2 separate regions of the Gasterosteus aculeatus genome follow, and region 1 is linked to region 2. Evidence: chromatin contacts called from public Hi-C data. All regions are on one chromosome and are shown on one strand. The core of a region is the stretch at or near the end of the contact, and the rest is flanking DNA. Distances in the headings are between cores, read along the strand shown. Region 1 holds the start of wnt3a (wingless-type MMTV integration site family, member 3A). Region 2 has its middle 15 kb from the start of jmjd4.

What was found. A called contact is a pair of places that touch in the nucleus more often than the background predicts.
Region 1: a contact with region 2 is called in a Hi-C map of liver, with 4 times the contacts expected there. The contact joins the promoter of wnt3a here to the enhancer-like site in region 2. A contact is called at or near these places in 4 of 6 Hi-C or Micro-C datasets (liver, skeletal muscle and tail fin).

What each region holds. Positions count from the first base shown.
Region 1 is chr3:15,209,361-15,212,060 of fGasAcu3.hap1.1, reverse strand. wnt3a (wingless-type MMTV integration site family, member 3A) reads right to left here and starts at 1,299. Exons shown (of 4, transcript XM_040172257.2): 1 at 788-1,299. The coding sequence starts at 900.
Region 2 is chr3:15,145,630-15,148,329 of fGasAcu3.hap1.1, reverse strand. No RefSeq gene overlaps it. Among protein-coding and RNA genes, the nearest start is that of jmjd4, 15 kb to the right of the region's middle. Within about 2 kb of position 1,444, at least 1 of the 9 cell types and tissues checked has open chromatin away from gene starts, as enhancers often do. A contact at or near this core is called in liver, where this site is marked.

The DNA of each region.
Region 1 (2,700 bases), core at 50-2,549, 64 kb before region 2:
CTAAACAATCTCATTATAGGGACTCTGTGCATCCGTTTTGTTTATAAAAAGAATGACATACGTAAAGTTAGAAATCTGAGATATACAACACATTCTGCATTATCACACTTTGAACTAAGGAAAGATTATTCAGCTAATGTTGTGTTCAAGTTTCCCACAACTGATAATACAATATAGTTGATTCTACTTCAAATGTTACGATGTGCTCCCCATTATTGGGAAAGATAACACCGATTACATAAAGATTAGACCGTCTATATACAGAATTTGACATCAGTCTTCACGGTAAATCTCTGAGCATATTTCCTATTTATTCATTTATTCTTAGACCTCATACACACACTACTGCACACGCGCACGCAAACGTTGCACCTGCTGCAGGCGGAATATAGAAACAAAATACTCCAGGTCAGTTTGCATCGTTGGTCCTGCAAATGTCGCTGTCCAGAGCATTAAAAAATAAACGTACAATTTGGATAGATTTTGTTTTTTTGTTTTTTTGTTTCCTGCACAGCTGAACGTTTGAAATTTCAGAATTAAAAGCGTCACTTTCTAACCTCAGAATTACTCCTCATCCTTCCACCTCAACCAATACTCGCGTCAAACGTCTGTGAACTACTTCGCCCTCCGTGCAGCTAAATGCTGCTGTCAGAAACGAAACGAAGAAGTATACAACCACTCACAAACGGACGCACAACGGCTCCGTGGACACACAACAACAACAACAACAACAACAACAACAACAACAACACCACTCATTCGTGGACGTAATGGAAATCAAACTTACCACCAGATGGGATAACTCGCCATGACATGCGAGAGCCCGAAGAGCAGCAGGAAACATCCGAGGCGTATCATCCTTAAAGTTTGGCTAAACCGTCTCCAGGAGAAAGCCTCCATGCGCGCTCATGTGCGCACGGAGATTGGAACGCGAAATTAGGGGGGAAATAAGAAAAAAAAAACGATTCCGCTCTAATGGATTTTTTAAATTCTTATTCCCCCGGAAAAAAAACAAAACACTGAGGGATAATCGATCTTTCGCGACTACTCGTGGCAGAACTCGGGAGCCAAATATTAAAAGTTAAAAGCCTGCTTGCTTTTTTTTTTTTCTTTTTTTTTTTTTAGGACCCAATCAGCAGGTATCGCCAAAGGGGGAATTGTGATGATATGTTCCCTCCGTCGCCTCCTCAAGCAGCTCCAACTCAAGACAACGCAACGAGCTGATTTTAAGACGTGTTTTAGCGCTCATTGGGAATCGGTGGCATTAGCATGCAGCGTGTGTGATATATAATGTTGTTTAAAGGAGAGAGGGAGGGTCTGGGGGGGCTTTTAAATAGACATCGGGACCCCTGTGGATCGCGTAGCTATAACAACCTGTCCGGATTTCACTCCCTGGCTTGAAGCTTCTAAAATGCAGAAATAAATATGTGTGAATTGCTTTAGACCGTTATTAGGGCTCTCCAGCCCTTTAGTCGTGCCTGTTTTTCAATGAATGAATGAATGACAAGTTGAGAAGAACTGAAAATTTAAACCAGACTAAATTGTTGAGCCGCTCTAAAGAAAAGTGTCCTAAAAAATGTGGCCATATTTATTTATTCTTTAATGTATGTAACACAATGTAAAACATTTGGTTTGCCGTCACCACAGCAATAAACAATCTACCGAGATTGCAAAATGGCAAATAATCACCGATGTTAATAATCCTGTCATCGTTCAAATTAGACGCATCCCGAGGTGAGGGCAGAAAGGGCACATTGGGGGCAATAATTAAGGACAGTTCCCCCCCTCACGTGGTATCTGCGGAAGTGTGATGTTCTTTAGAGATGCCTTCACGATGAGTTGCCAGACAGTTCAGGCCTATTATAACGAACGTAGTGGATAAACTGTAATGCAGCACTGAGTTTAATAGGCAGCAGAGTGTCTGGTTCCCTTTTGTCTGATAGATGCTCGGAGAGGAGGTGTGTTCTTTTAAAGGCACTGGTGCTGACTTGAAGATTAAATACACCGTCGTGTAACATTTGTGACCAATGAGCTGAACAAAAAGCCAATTTCTAGTAATTCAACTCAGTAAGTTGTGACCATTTTGCGTAAAACGGAACCTTTTAACAGTTATTTTCTATATATTTTTTAATTTACTGGGTGTTTTTTGTCTTGTACACAATAATAATTATACAAATAATGATAATAGCTTTAATTCTCACATTTTTTTTCAAGACTAAAGTGCACAAAAGGACTGAAAAGAATATTAATGAATTTACAGAGAATAAAATGAAAACAGGAACCCTTTTGATTGAAATAGCTATAATTGAAATATTTAACTTTTTCTGGTTCAACTTTTTGCATTTAATTCACCAGTTAGAACAAATTCAAAGATGATCATCGAGATGGTTCTGCAACGGTGACAAAGGTAAAAAAAAATATTTTTTTCTGTAATTTCTCAAAAGTGTTCACATACTTAACTTTTTTTCCTTGGAGGAGGAACATAAAATGGCTAAAGATGTTAGTGCCATCCAGTGGAGATTATTGCCCATTGCAACCTTGACAAAGCATGCCACCAAATGTCCTGATTTTCATATTCAGTGGTGGCAACTATAAGTATATTATCATTATATTATTATATATTATATATAAATCATTAATGTGTTTCAATTTCAAAGTACTGGTTGTGTTGAGTATGCCCGTTTTCTGCTGCGTTAGCTT
Region 2 (2,700 bases), core at 195-2,694:
AACAGGGAAGCTACATTTCAGTGCACTGCCTTCAACATTAGAGAGTCAAAACACACGGCCGATGACGCCGGCGGGGCGGTATGGGCACCGCCCCTTGGCCTTTGCGCCTAGCGCACAGGAGAGGAGTAGAGCGGCTTGTGTTGGCCATTCCTCGCAGGCCGATCGCAGCCAGACGCTGGGCTGTTCTGGCATAATTAGAACCTGCTGCAGATGTCTGAGGTATTACCTCACTGCAAAGAACACGGCTTCCCCCAGCTAACAGCCCCGGCTGTCTGGATCTGGACTCCGTTCCGCCGCCGACCGATGGGGAGCTCCCTCCGCTTACAGCCACCAGGGGTGCTGTATATCGACCGGATCGAATGGGGGGGGGGAGTGGATCGCCGGGGCCTTGCTCTTGCCTCTTCTGTTGCATCTATGAAGGCCTCACCCTGACGGTCATCCCTCCAACGATGGACGTTTCTATATACGATCTCAGTGTTGGAAATGAACTCACGCAGACACCGAGGGGAGCCAGTAAAGTGAGTCCCCGCCCTGCATGAGGAATAAAAACTGCGTTAATGAAAGAATTAGCACGGCGCTTATATCACATGGGCCCCCGCGCTGTCATTACACAGGCACCATAAGGTCAATGCGCACTTCCCCAGCGGCAAAGTAGGAGCAGAGCGTCAAAGCATAAGCGCATGAGGGAGAGCCCGGCGATGAAGGACGTCTCCAAGGCCTCCTAACTGCCTGAATCTAAACCTAAGGTCGTTCCTCTGCTGCTCGACCAATTACCCACGCACGCAGCTCTGCGGAGTCTCAGCCAGACGCTTGGGCCGAATCGTTCCAGGACGTCCTCCAGTGGGATGTTTTGCGCTGGAATATGTGCGCCCGCCGTCAACTGACGTTTTCTCCCAGCTAAGCAGCACACGTTGGGGCCAACGAGGCGGATTCTGTACGCGCCAGTTACATTCAGCGTAATCGTTTGTTTAATTGTTTTCCCCTTTCTCTCCATTCCAGTCACTAAACAGGCGTCCAGTAACGCGTCAGGTTCAAAACACACGTTTCAGTCGTTTCCGTATCTCAAAGGAAACGCGTAATTATTCCCTGATATTTTCTCAGGGACGTGACCGGCTTTTAGATTTTTCGAGACGTGGTGTCATTGACATTAGGCGCACATTTTGTCATGACTTTGCCTTTGTGTGTGTTCCATAACCTCGGGTCCCTGCAGAGAATCTCATTACAGGGAAAATAGCGGTGATTGCTTTTACGTGACGGGAGGAGGGATCTTGATACGCGCGGCGCGTCGGAAAGCTTGTGGAGAGGAGTTAATAAAAGTGACCGGACGAGACCAAAAAAAAACTTTGTCAGCTGACGTCAATCGATTTAATCGTCAAGGTAAACAGTAACTGAAGTGCACTGTGTTTGTTCACAGTAACTCGATTAGACTGCTGTACTCTACACACACACACACACACACGTTCCTCAGATCCTGAAAACATGTCAACGCCACTATAATCAATGTTATTAACAATAGATTTGTGAGTGAGTTTAGCTCATTGTTTTATCTCCTTTTAACACAGTGTTTTGGTTTCGCTCTCAGCGCTCTCATCGTTGTTATTGAGTGGAAAAGCCCTGAGAACTTACTACACGCCACCCGCCCAGCGCGAGTCCGGAACCAGCTAGACAGGCAGACATTTCCTCCACAGGCCAGAGACCAAAGCAGAGCTTAAACGCGAATGCAGCAATCATTGTGTTAAAGATCATCGGCTTGAATGATCAATTTCAAAAGAGATTTTGGTTATTAGAGCCGCATTCTTTTTGGCGCTTGTATTTAAAAAAAAATACCTTTCTGTTTTCTTTAGTGCACTAGTTTTCGGTCAAATTTTCTGACAGCTATTTCGTAAAACAACAAGTACACACTATACGTGCGATGTGTGTGAGAGCAAATCCACCGCAGAACAAAAAAAAAGTTATTTTGAGCCCCTTATTTTTAAAACGAACGTACTCTGTTCCCATTGAAAGCCCCCCAGACAGACAGCGAGTGCGTTTTGATTTATGGAGAGGAAATACTTGCGTTCCCGTTGCGGGTGGGCCTAAAAAACCCTGCCCCCCCCCCCCCACACACTGCAGCGTAAGCGTGAATCACAAGAGGTCACCGTCTCCAGCAGTCTTAAATTACAGCTTTGTCACTGTAGAGAAATTATCCCAGATGGGGCTTCAGTTTGAGGGGAAGAAGCAGAAAGATCAACTCCATCACCCCAAAGCATTCGGCGGAGGACGGGTCGCTCCTCAAGAGCAAGGGAAGACGAGCTGGCTCCGATCCAGGCGGGAAGGTCTATTCATAGAGCGAATCTGACTCCCAATGATGTGCAGGACATTGACAGTTGTTATGAGGGTGTGATGTGTGAGCTGACAAAGGAGGGTTAACAATGAAACCAGACATGCTGTCATGGTTGAACAGTCGTCTGCTGCTTCTCGGCTTCTCGAAGAAACGTTTTTTAATGGACTGCAAAAAGGCCCGATGTGTCCCGTGAATTCACATAATCGATGCCGGTTGGAAAGGGAGAATGCAGGTGTGCACGTTTAAAGACTTCAACCGAATAACGGGACATAATACAGAGATTGAATAACTTCATTCAACACCTGGAAAGACAAATGGGGATAGGGGTGCGCAGTGGGCATATGAAACTAAAACAATGAGGGAGGGTTAATAAGGGT